Regions from separate parts of the Mus musculus genome. Here region 1 is linked to region 2. The links are chromatin contacts, called in public promoter capture Hi-C maps. All regions are on one chromosome and are shown on one strand. Each heading gives the region's core, a stretch centred on a gene start, on an enhancer-like site or on the middle of the called end of the contact. The rest is flanking DNA. Distances are from core to core; before and after follow the strand shown. Region 1 holds the start of Cyp2j9 (cytochrome P450, family 2, subfamily j, polypeptide 9). Region 2 holds the start of Junos (a long non-coding RNA gene).

Region 1 (3,207 bases), core at 30-2,529, 1.5 Mb before region 2:
ATCTGTTTTCAACAAAAGAAAAAAATCAAAAGAGGATTGAAAGAATACAAACAAGCTAAGCTTTGTTAAGTTTCTCTTCTTATTCCTCTGTCTCCCTCTTAAGATCTTGGAGAGTTAGAAACTTCAATTTATCTTTTTTAATCAATAAAAAGTTTGTAAGCAGACTGTATATCTATATGTTTAGTGCCTATGCATGTCTAGCCTGATATGTGGCTTAAGGGTCTCCTATATGTGGCACAGGGTGGAAAGTTCCATGCTGGAGACCAAATGTGCTTGGAGATTCTCATGGAAGAGCCGAGAGAGAACAAGCTGGAGATCTTTATGGAAAATGAAACAAACCAGATGCAGAAAGGCGAAGACAGCTTGTTTTCTGCGGTACTAGCCTAGATTAAACTGTGTTTGAGTAAATGGGGTCAGGGTCTGGGACTAGAAATGGAACCATGGAAGGAAAGGAGCAAATCTTTAGGAAGGTACACTGCCAAAATGCAGAAGGGGATAATCTGGGGAAGAGCAGGACCTACAACAGTAGTGTAGGGAATGAGTGGAAAGTGCCAAATATATGCATAAATATTTGTGAAAAAACATGGACATGAAAGTGCCCGTTAATCAAATTCACTAAATTATATACTAACCCTAAAAGTTAATAGGGAGGGAGGGAGAGTGCAAAGTGATGATGGAAAGGCTTCTTAGCATGGTCAAGGGCTGCGGTGTTCAGTTCTCTAACACTACAAAAGGGGGTAGGGGAGAATCAAGACCAGGGTGTTCTTTCTGTGAAGAATCTGTGGATTCACTTAATTCACTGTGAATAGCACTCAAAGCTGGTGAGCTCTTATAAAGAGGCCAGAGCGCTCCCTGGCGTGCAGCCCAGAAACATGGGCTGATACTGTTCCTGTTTCAGAAAATTGCAATCAGTGGTGAAAGGTTGTTTATAAAACGGGAGATCAGATGCACATGATACTCTCTGGGTTGCATGCAAATCACAAGCCTAGAACCAGAGAAATACTTTGTTTATGAGCAAGGTTCTTAGCTAGTCCATACATGCTCAAGTGGCTTCCCCACCCCCAAAGGAATAGTCTCCAAAGGCTAAGACTTGGAACTTGGAGAGGGGCGTGACGGAGAGTCTTGAGGCGGGGCCAAGGGGATGTTTGGGTCCTTAGGAAGACTGGGTAAAAGTGAAAGAGCTCTGGAGACAAAGCTCTGTTAAGACTTAGGGAAGCAGATAAACAAGGCGGGCCAAAGTTGCTGAAGTGAATAGAGCAGGGAGGAGGAGTCTGCAGGCGACAGATTGGAGGGGCCCTGTAGCGATTTGGGGGTTTAAACCACAGGCCTGGTTCATTCTGGGAACTACAGGCAGTGTCCTTGGGGAACTGCCTCAGTTCAGATTCTCATTCCTCCAAGAGCCTGCTCTGATATCAGCCATGCTTGCGGCAGCCGGCTCCCTAGTGGCTGCCATTTGGGCTGCGCTCCATCTCCGGATTTTGCTGCTGTCTGCTGTCACCTTTCTGTTCCTGGCTGATTTCCTCAAAAACCGTCGCCCCAAGAACTACCCGCCAGGGCCAATGCGCCTTCCTTTCGTGGGTTGCTTGTTCCATTTGGACCCCAAGCAGCCCCACCTATCCCTTCAGCAGGTAGGAAGAGGCAACACTGCCTGGCTGCATCCTGAAACTGTATATTGCCATCAGGAACTCGAGGATGTAGCCGAAGGCTGTTGCTGACAGCCCACTAACCCAGAGATAAGGTCTTACAGGTTACAAACAGTTGTAGATTTTCTTGATATCTGTCGATGAAAGATTCCCAGAGTGATTTTATGGCCAGAAAACTTACTGTCTCTGATTTTAAAGTCTTTTAAGTATGTCAAGGTAGATTTGATGACGTAATAATTTATCCTCATAAACACGTTATGTTGGAGTAAGAAATAGGATGTCCCAGATGTTGGTTACACTACCTATCCAGTTTTGTTTTGTTTTGTTTTGAAAGTGTGTTCTCCTCTTGACCTGTGTACATATCAGTTCTCTGATTTGTCTTATTGAGCCTAGTTTGGTCCTTTTGCATCTTTGATGACTGCTCACCTACTGACTTTATCTAATCCAGAGAAAGATGCACTGAAGTTTCCAGCTCCACTAAAAGTCTGCCTGTTTTCCCACTGAGTTGTTGTAGCTCTCCCGCTTGTCCTGGAAAAATGGTTATGAGTACATAGTACCTGTATAGGACTGGAAGGTCTTTCTGCTCTATGACCCTCTTCCCACGTGATATTTCTTATCTACAGTAATTTTCTCTGTTTAGATAGTGAATACTCTGCCATGTGTGACCATCCCTGTCACTTTCCAGTATTTGTGAAGATTGGCTATGTCTGATTATTTATTGCTAATTTGAGGATTTAAACCCATATTTTTCCTTCTGTTCTCCCACCCATTTTTTTTTTAAATTCTGAGTTCTCTGTGTGTTTTTTAGACACTTTCCAAATACTTGCCTCTCTATTCCTCTTTGCTCTTTTCTTATATCTCCTGGATATCCTTGTATCATCCTCCCAGCAGCTGCTCAGTGTTTGTTATTCATTGCTCACATTCGACTGACTTTGTTAACACTATTTTTTCAGGGGAAGCAAAACAACTACAAAACTAGAGGACCCTATCCTCTCTCTATGGCCCAGCTGCCTAAGGTGTTTCCTCCACACACACTAAGAACTACACCAGACACTAACCTGCTCTTCAGTGTCCTGTGCAGCTGGAACTTAAAGGCGGAAAAGCCTCTTGTCTTTGCTCCTTACTCCTCTCCCATAGATTCATTGTTGTTTTGGTTTGTTTTGTTTTTGTTGTTGTTGTTGTTTGTTTTGGGTTTTTCGGTTTTTTTTTTTTTGACATTTCATGTTCAATTTTTTTTTTCTGACTTTCAGTACTTACTTTCCCTGTTTCTTCAGAGGTGGCTTTGGCAGAAGGAAATTTCTTAGCTTTACCCCACCTCAGAATGCCCCCCACTAATTCCCACACTGTCTTTCTCCTGATTGTGGACACTTGCTTGTCAATCTGCTGCTCTTAACAGATTTAGATGTCTCCCACTTAACTCTAGACTTTGTAGTTTCTGATGAGAAATAATTTCCAATTTCTTTCTAAGTGACATCCTCCCCCACCACCACCACCGGCCATCTACTTTCAATTGGTTTTGTTTGTTTTAACTTTCAATTTGATTATGATGTTTATTTGGTTTTTG
Region 2 (3,176 bases), core at 539-3,038:
ATGAGCTCCTTGGCAAAAAAAAAAAAAAAAAAAAAAAAAAAAAAAATAGGGCTGCGGACAGAGGAACTCGGTTTCCATTTGGGGGAAGTAAATGGCTCTAGACTTCACAGAAACCCTGCTCTACCCTGCCCCCACCAAGGTCAGCGCTTGACTGGTAGCAGCCAGTTACCCTCTGCAGCCGGCAGTGAAAAAGAGCTGGCGGGTTTCCCACCGATACCAGCTGCTATTGGGTTCTGAATACTCAAAAGGCAAAATATCTTAAGGCTTCAGGGTACAAACCCTGAGCTGAGTTCTGAGGCAGCAAAGTCCAAATTAGAACCTTTCTAGGTCCAACTTCAAACTTCAAGTCCTAGGCTGAAGGGAGGCTTAAGGGAAGAGTTGGCTCCCGGTCCTTTTTCTATCTTGCTTACGGGCTCCTGCCAAATCTCAACCCAGGATCCTCCAAATCACCCCACCCCCACCCCACCGACGGCCCAGGGTAACTCCGAAGCTGGTAGGGAAGGGGGCTATTCTCAGAGTCAAAACTAATGCCTGGCAGCCCGGTGTAGTGGACCTCATTCGCTCTACTTCTAGATGAGACCAATAAAGCTCAGAGAAGTTCTGAGATTTGCCCTTATGCCCTGGGAGAACCAAGCTTGCCACCTCTTTAGTCCTGAGGGGTGGAGGGTGGAGGGCTGATAGCAGAACCTTAGAAAAGAAATAACTTACATGTGTCTAGCGCTTCCTAGAGGCCGCACAGGATATGACTCCACCAGTGAGCGGGGAGGGGAGTTTTCAGCCTGTTTCTACCAGGGACTCCTGCTTAAGCACCGTGACTTGGGGCGAGTCCGCAGCTCTCAAGGCTTGTTTTCCCAGAAGCAAATCAGGGAGGGAGGAAGGGCGGGCGCAGACTGAGTGTGCGCGGGACCGTGTGTATGTGCTAGCGCAGGCGATCGCCGAGGTTTCCTGAGTTTCGAACCTTTATATGTTGCTTTCGACACCCCATGGGCGCTGGGCTAGCATCTTTCACACCTAGAGGAGGGGTCCCTCGGAGGCAAAGCGAACACCCCTCCCCCGGCACGTCCAGAGAATAAAGTGTTGTGCCGGGGACCCTGATGAGTCGGTTCCGAACACCGCAAATCTCTGGTTTCCAGGTACAGCACACTGCGGCGCAGATCCTTCTCCGAAACTAAACTTCCAAGCATACTCATCTTGGAGGGCTACTCTCAAACCCGCTCAACTTCAACGCACTTACGTGCTCCCACACCCAGGGCGCACACAACCCTTTTAACCCGCATCGCTCTGTCCCCCGGAAGTGCGGGGGTGCGGAGCCAGCTTCAGTCACTCAGATCATTCAGCCCTTTCTCGGGCGTGCGTGCGTGTGTGTGTGTGTGTGTGTGCCCGCGCGCGGGCGCGCGCCTGTGTGCAACCTTCACTCCCACCCAAGCTCTCCGCCCCCGGCCACTAGCGCGCCTCCCCTGCTTTCTGGATCCCCGCGTCTCGGTCCCAGTCCCCAGCCCTGAACTTGAGCCCGCCTCCGACAGACTCCGCAAGGGTCCTGCCGACCGGCAGCCTCCGTCACTAGACAGCCAAACCAAGACGTCAGCCCACAATGCACCGGGCGGGCCGGGAAAGACGCGCCGGGGAGGGAACCCGGGAACACAAGCCGAAGCTGAGCGCGGGAGGGGGGGGGGGGAGGAGGAGAAAGAAGGGCCCAACTGTAGGAGCGCAGCGGAGCATTACCTCATCCCGTGAGCCTTCGCGGGCCCAGAGAAGAATCTTCTAGGGTGAGGTCTCCATGGCGACGGGTGGGCCCGCCCCCCTGAGAACGACGCAAGCCAATGGGAAAGCCTCGGGGTGACATCATGGGCTATTTTTAGGGATTGACTGGTAGCAGATAAGTGTTGAGCTCAGGCTGGATAAGGACTCAGAGTTGCACTGAGTGTGGCAGAGACAGCCTGGCAGGAGAGCGCTCAGGCAGACAGACAGACAGACGGACGGACTTGGCCAACCCGGTCGGCCGCGGACTCCGGACTGTTCATCCGTTTGTCTTCATTTTCTCACCAACTGCTTGGATCCAGCGCCCGCGGCTCCTGCACCGGTATTTTGGGGAGCATTTGGAGAGTCCCTTCTCCCGCCTTCCACGGAGAAGAAGCTCACAAGTCCGGGCGCTGCTGACAGCATCGAGAGCGGCTCCCGACCGCGCGAGGAAATAGGCGAGCGGCTACCGGCCAGCAACTTTCCTGACCCAGAGGACCGGTAACAAGTGGCCGGGAGCGAACTTTTGCAAATCTCTTCTGCGCCTTAAGGCTGCCACCGAGACTGTAAAGAAAAGGGAGAAGAGGAACCTATACTCATACCAGTTCGCACAGGCGGCTGAAGTTGGGCGAGCGCTAGCCGCGGCTGCCTAGCGTCCCCCTCCCCCTCACAGCGGAGGAGGGGACAGTTGTCGGAGGCCGGGCGGCAGAGCCCGATCGCGGGCTTCCACCGAGAATTCCGTGACGACTGGTCAGCACCGCCGGAGAGCCGCTGTTGCTGGGACTGGTCTGCGGGCTCCAAGGAACCGCTGCTCCCCGAGAGCGCTCCGTGAGTGACCGCGACTTTTCAAAGCTCGGCATCGCGCGGGAGCCTACCAACGTGAGTGCTAGCGGAGTCTTAACCCTGCGCTCCCTGGAGCGAACTGGGGAGGAGGGCTCAGGGGGAAGCACTGCCGTCTGGAGCGCACGCTCCTAAACAAACTTTGTTACAGAAGCGGGGACGCGCGGGTATCCCCCCGCTTCCCGGCGCGCTGTTGCGGCCCCGAAACTTCTGCGCACAGCCCAGGCTAACCCCGCGTGAAGTGACGGACCGTTCTATGACTGCAAAGATGGAAACGACCTTCTACGACGATGCCCTCAACGCCTCGTTCCTCCAGTCCGAGAGCGGTGCCTACGGCTACAGTAACCCTAAGATCCTAAAACAGAGCATGACCTTGAACCTGGCCGACCCGGTGGGCAGTCTGAAGCCGCACCTCCGCGCCAAGAACTCGGACCTTCTCACGTCGCCCGACGTCGGGCTGCTCAAGCTGGCGTCGCCGGAGCTGGAGCGCCTGATCATCCAGTCCAGCAATGGGCACATCACCACTACACCGACCCCCACCCAGTTCTTGTGCCCCAAGAACGTGACCGACGAGCAGGAGGGCTTCGCCGAGGGCTTCG

What was found. Promoter capture Hi-C pulls out the DNA fragments that hold promoters and counts their contacts.
Region 1: a contact with region 2 is called in a promoter capture Hi-C map of hippocampal neurons, with 4 times the contacts expected there. The contact joins the promoter of Cyp2j9 here to the promoter of Junos in region 2. A contact is called at or near these places in 2 of 39 promoter capture datasets (embryonic stem cells and hippocampal neurons) and 2 of 115 datasets of contacts at active chromatin or transcription factors (astrocytes and large pre-B cells).

The regions. Positions count from the first base shown.
Region 1 is chr4:96,589,557-96,592,763 of GRCm38.p6, reverse strand. Cyp2j9 (cytochrome P450, family 2, subfamily j, polypeptide 9) reads left to right here and starts at 1,279. Exons shown (of 9, transcript NM_028979.2): 1 at 1,279-1,628. The coding sequence starts at 1,419.
Region 2 is chr4:95,050,929-95,054,104 of GRCm38.p6, reverse strand. It overlaps Junos (a long non-coding RNA gene), which reads right to left and starts at 1,788. Exons shown (of 5, transcript XR_867920.3): 1 at 1,723-1,788. Jun (jun proto-oncogene) reads left to right here and starts at 1,883. Exons shown (of 1, transcript NM_010591.2): 1 at 1,883-3,176. The coding sequence starts at 2,834.